Linked DNA regions of Mus musculus: region 1 is linked to region 2. Evidence: chromatin contacts called from public HiChIP or PLAC-seq data. All regions are on one chromosome and are shown on one strand. The core of a region is the stretch at or near the end of the contact, and the rest is flanking DNA. Distances in the headings are between cores, read along the strand shown. Region 1 overlaps Gm14206 (a long non-coding RNA gene). Region 2 holds the start of Krt14 (keratin 14).

Region 1 (2,700 bases), core at 39-2,538, 89 kb after region 2:
AGGTGCCCATTACCAAAGCCTTATTGGGCCACAGCCTCACAGTTCATCGCCGCGACGTCTTTCACGCCTGGGAGGCAGAGCACCCTTCACAGTCGGCCTGTGGGACCTATAAAGCAGGACTCACCACCCTCTGCACAAATGAGGCGAGCAGGGGTCACCCAGGCTTCTAACCTGGCTGCCTGGCGAAAGAAATTCAACCTTCCCTCGGCCTGAGCCTCCCTTGCTCCCACAGCAGGTCACCTAGGTTCTCTGCATCTGAAAGGCAGTAGTGCCCCCTGCCGGCAGACGGAGCATCTAGTCTGATCGCCGACTCGGCCTCTGCTGTCACCTGGTGGTCACTTCAGAAAGCGCATCTAGGAACTCAGTCCTTGGTGAAACATCCCTTTAAGGGTCCACAGAAGTGTGCACAGACAGGCCACCCTGATGGAGGCAACTCCTCAATTGAGGCTCTTTATTCCCAGGTGTGTCAAGGTGGCAGCTACGATCATCCACCCTACACCACTTGAGCGCCACGCAAGATGCTCTACTAGATGTAGGAGAAACCCTAGAAAAGGGCAGTGTGTTCCCCACCCCCAGTACCTGCCTGGTGGAGGGAAATACCCAGACAGGACTCCAAGGGGAAATAAGGCATATTTAGGTGGATGGAGAGCATCATCAGGCAGCACCGTGGCCACTCACCTTGCTGGTCACGAGAGGTTTCCAGGCCATTGAGTATATCAGCCAGGCAAAGACACAGGGGAAATGGTGCCTACAGAAGCCAAGGGGACCAAGTGGCAGGGACACAGGGTGGCACAGAGAAGGAGTAGCTTAGGAGCTTAGGTAGAGATAGAGGGGGCTGAGGTAAACTGAGGTCCCAGAGCTGGGAAATGCACCAGGTGGAAGGGTTCTGTCCCAGCTCCATGGTAACGGGGAGCTACTGTTCTAGGAAGAAGCAGGAGGTGTGGATACTTCAGGGTCACCCACTCGGCGACTGCAGCTCTGACAGCAGCCTCCCAGACCACAGGCTCCTCTAGCACTCGAGGTGCACACAGGCAGAACTCTACCCCTGCCCCTAGGGCAGCCCCAACCCTGCCTAGCCAACCGATCTATAGCAGATGTGGCCTTCCAAGCAGCTGGGAGAGCACTTAGGAGCCAGACTCTGGGTGTGAATCTTGCTAGCCATGAGGCCTTGGGTTTGCCACTTAACATCTCTCAACCTCCATTTTCTCCCCTGTAGAGGAGATGTAGAAAGTCAGGTGTGGGGCAATCACCTGAAATCCCAACACTGAGGAAGCCAAGACAGGTAGACTCCTCAGATTGATCGCCAGCCAGCCTACTCCATGAGTCACGGGCTAATGAGTAACCTTACCTCAGAAAATAAGGTGGGCAGCACCTGAGGAAAAACAGATGGGGCTGACCTCTGACCTCCGCACACATGGAAACACACAGTCAAGCAAGAGGTCTATGGATCTCAGTGCTGCTCACGGGAGAGAGACTGGGCCAGAAGTACTCAGCATTAGCAGGTACTAGGAGAGGTCGGTACTGATGGGCATTTTCCTGAGCAGCTCCTAGGAGTCTGTGCCGGCATTTTAAAATGTGCCAGCAAGGACTGGAGAGATGGCTCAGGGGTTAAGAGCACCGACTGCTCTTCCAGAGGTCCTGAGTTCAAATCCCGGCAACCACATGGTGATTCACAACCATCTGTAATGAGATCAGATGCCCTCTTCTGGTGTGTCTGAAGACAGCTACAGTGTATTCATAATATACATTCAATCAATCAATATGTGCCAGCAAGAACTGAGAATTCAGTCTGGCACAGTTTCCCCATCTGATAAGTGGCCTGAGATGGTTTCCACTGATCCAGTGCCCTCAAATCCTGCTCTCTGACCTGCGAAGGACGTATAAGATGACACACCCCACCCCCGCCCACTCCCCTTCCCTGACCAGAGCAGAGAGCTTTGCTCTTCATAATGGAAAGAAATGGCCCTCATTTCCCCCTCCCCACTGCCCCACACTTCCCCTGACTCAACTGAGGCTCAGAGCATCCTTTGCCATCCTTCTGTGCCCCCCCCCCTCTCTCTCTTGCTTTAGTCTCTTCCCTCCACTCACCTGAACTCTAACATATTACTTCACTTTCCGCTGCACTTCTATCTAGTCTCTGCTGGGAGGGACGGAGTGTTCCTCCTTCCCCACACAGCCCAATGACCTACACAGAGGGGGCATGATGCCTTCTGACACTTGGAGCTATGTACCCACACCTTTACACACACACACACACACACACACACACACACACACACACACACAGAGTCTGCGGTAGGCTAGTCCTAGATTCTGAGCAGTCTCCACACGCCCCAGGACAGTGTCTGAGGAGAAGAGTCCTATGAATCTCTTGTTCACTTCAGTTCCCATACAGCCCCACCACCCCAGGCTCCCCATGCCTTCCTGGTTGCCTTGCCCCTTCCCTTGAACTCCCTCAGATCCTGTCACCTGGATCTACAACCATGAAAAGGGACGTGCGCCTGTTAACAGCTTTGTTCCCAATGCAATGCCTGACAACTGACAGGTGCTTAAACACTAAATGAATGAATGATTACAGGTAAACCCACAATCGCCACCCAGAACTCTGACCATCAGTTGCAAACTGTGCCAACACCCACAGACACTACCCACTGCATCCCAGTCGAACCTCCCAGGATCCACTCAGACTAAGACAACCAA
Region 2 (2,700 bases), core at 81-2,580:
AAACTGGAGAAGAAGAAGAAAAAAAATGACAGAAGGATCTCTGAAGCTGGCTGGAATTCCGGCCAGGGACCCGTCTAATTTCCGTAACTTATGCGAGGCACAAGAGCCAAGCAGGTTTAACAGGAGGAAGAAGAGGAGCTCTGGAAACACAGCTCCGCCAGGCTCCCTCTGGTTTGTAGTAAAAAAATATACGGGTCTTGATAGTTGTGGGTGTGGATTTTTCTACGTCTGCCTGACTATAGGGAGAGGCTATCTGGTGCCAAGGTTCATGGGCGGAGGCAGCCTCAGCCCAGACTAACAAGCTAATGAGCGGTTTGGGTGTCTAGCTCGGTGGGTCCCGTTACAGGCTCACTCCTCCCTTCTACTAAAGAGGTAAGTGCCCCCTGTAGCAGAGGGTGAGCCACCTGTGCTCTAACCTCAGTCCTGCACCGCCCCCTCTCTTGATCTTTAGCAAGACACAGCACCTCTCAACCTTCAACTTCCTCCTCTGCCAAATGCTAAGGGCAGGAACCATCAGTCTCACGTGGGCTAAGGACTGGAGCACATAAAAGCATGGAGTAAAGAAAGCCAGGGAGCAGCACCGTCTTCTCACTGACCAGCTCTATGGGGGATGGCCAGGGAGGGTCTCAGAGAGAGATACTGGGGACTAGAGACTGTCTTTCTAGGAGTCTAGTGATGATCTGAAGCCTTGGAGGACACTGGAATGGCAAGTCCTGCTGTCCATTTGACCCACCTTGCTCTTCAGGTCCTCGATGGTCTTGAAGTAGGGGCTGTAGTCTTTGATCTCAGTGGGCCGCTGCCTCTGGTACCAGTCCCGAATCTTCACCTCCAGTTCAGTGTTGGCCTCTTCCAGGGCACGCACCTTGTCCAGGTAGGTGGCCAGGCGGTCATTGAGGTTCTGCATGGTCACTTTCTCACTGCCCACCAGGAGCCCATCACCAATACCACCGCCAAGACCACCACCAAGACCACCACCAAAACCACCACCAAGACCACCACCAAAACCACCACCAAATCCATCAAATCGACCACCAAATCCACTACCAAGTCCTCCACCAAAACTGCTGCTGCTGAAGCTCCCACCATAGCCACCTCCAATCCCACAGGCTCCCCCAGAGGAGAAGCGAGAGGAGGTAACCGACATGCCCCCGTAGGTGCTGGGAGCCCGGCAGGATCCTCCAGCCAGGATGGAGGACATGCGGCTAGAGCCACCACCGATACCACAAGAGCCCTTCATGGAGCTGGAGGAGGTGAACTGGCGGCTGCAGGTGGCCATGGCTTTGAGAGAGGTGAGCAAGTGAGCGAGTGAGTCGGCAGAGAGAAGAGAGAGCTGCTCAGGTGTGTTAGAAAAGGATGATAGTGCTTTATAGTGGTGAGGAGGGGGCGGGCCTGGCGTATTCCATTCCCCTTGGCTTTCATCACTCCCAGGCCAGCGCCAACTCCCGATCAGATCCCTCCTCTCCTCCGCCTCATCATGTCTGTCATATTTTACTGGAAACTCATTGTTTGAAGTGTTTTGGGCTTTCTCGTCCCGCCAGGCATGATTCACCAGGGGAGGGGTGGGCCTGCGGGCTACACTTTCCCATGAGGCCCTGGGAGCCACAGCCCTTAGGAACCCACACTCTGGGCTCAGCTAGAATGACAAGTAGGGCCTTACCACACCATAAACCTGCTGACCTGTTAGTTCCCATTAAATGGGTGGGAGAGTCCTTTATTACACGTAGAAAAAGACCACCAGAGCAGGAGACTGGCACTTAGCTGGAGGTACATTGGCGTGGCCACCCTCAGCGCTACCTGCTAAGGACTAGCTATCTGTCACATCCTCAGCCAGCCAGGTGGCTCAGACTCAAGGCAGCTTCCCCTGAGCCCTGGGTACAGACCCTAATATCCACCACACACCTACACGCAGATCTGTGACAATAGCTATTAGGTCACCAAAGGACTCAGAGACACAACCAGAGACACTGAGAAACAGCACAGAGTCAGGCTCTTCTCAGAGCCCTCATTTGCTCTTCTGAAAAGTGGGAGGAAAGAGCATCCACCCATTGTTTCTACTGCAGAAAGCTCTGAGGGTTAACTTTGGGTGGCACAGAGTCTGGCCAGAGGGTTGAAACTTATTTTGACCTCAAAGCAGGTAAGGGCACATGCCTGGAACAAGCCTAGAGAGATTTGTTTGTCTGTTCATTTGTTTGTTTGTTTGTTTGTTTCCAGCCCCAGATGTCCTCTCGGATGCCAAGATAGCTGAGCTGAGAGGCAGAGGGCTGACTCAGACATCCTCACTTCATCTCCCATGGAGCTCACCCAAGACACGTATGGGGAGGAGGAACGCAGGCACCTGGGAGGAAGGCAGGACTGAGCCAAGGGCATAATAGCCAAAGTGGACGAGAGGGTTTCTGACTCCTGAGTCCCTGAGGATCAGGGGACAGCTCCAAGAACCCAGCTAATTCTGCTTCAGAGGTTTGTATATCAAGCTTCAACTATCCCCAGAACACCCACTTCCTGCCCCTCAGCTCCATAGACCCCTGCAGGCATGTCGGGAGGAATGTGGTCGTGTCTGGGACTGCCTGGCACGTCCTATCTTCCCAGACAGGCCCCAACAGCCCCCGCTGAGGCTCCTGCACTGTTCTTGGTATCAACTGCTCCCAGAAAGGACATAGCACCTTAGATAGCCAATCCCACCTGACCCTTCCTGCCACCAAA

What was found. HiChIP or PLAC-seq counts read pairs in DNA pulled down with a chosen protein or histone mark.
Region 1: a contact with region 2 is called in an H3K4me3 HiChIP or PLAC-seq map of embryonic stem cells, with 96 read pairs. The contact joins the enhancer-like site here to the promoter of Krt14 in region 2. A contact is called at or near these places in 20 of 39 promoter capture datasets (3T3-L1-derived adipocytes, the C10 cell line, the HPC-7 cell line and 9 more), 8 of 15 datasets of contacts at CTCF or cohesin (CD8 T cells, the NIH/3T3 cell line, embryonic stem cells and 2 more), 100 of 484 Hi-C or Micro-C datasets (3T3-L1-derived adipocytes, 8-cell embryo, the AtT-20 cell line and 43 more), 22 of 115 datasets of contacts at active chromatin or transcription factors (acute myeloid leukemia, craniofacial prominence, embryonic stem cells and 5 more) and 4 of 9 other capture datasets (adipose tissue, embryonic stem cells, liver and 1 more).

Annotation. Positions count from the first base shown.
Region 1 is chr11:100,295,228-100,297,927 of GRCm38.p6, forward strand. The region is part of intron 1 of Gm14206 (a long non-coding RNA gene); the gene reads right to left. Among named protein-coding and RNA genes, the nearest start is that of Gm14206, 4.3 kb to the right of the region's middle. Within about 2 kb of position 1,289, at least 20 of the 459 cell types and tissues checked have an H3K27ac peak or open chromatin away from gene starts, as enhancers often do. A contact at or near this core is called in CD8 T cells and pancreatic cancer cells, where this site is marked.
Region 2 is chr11:100,206,180-100,208,879 of GRCm38.p6, forward strand. It overlaps Krt14 (keratin 14), which reads right to left and starts at 1,331. Exons shown (of 8, transcript NM_016958.2): 1 at 734-1,331. The coding sequence starts at 1,276.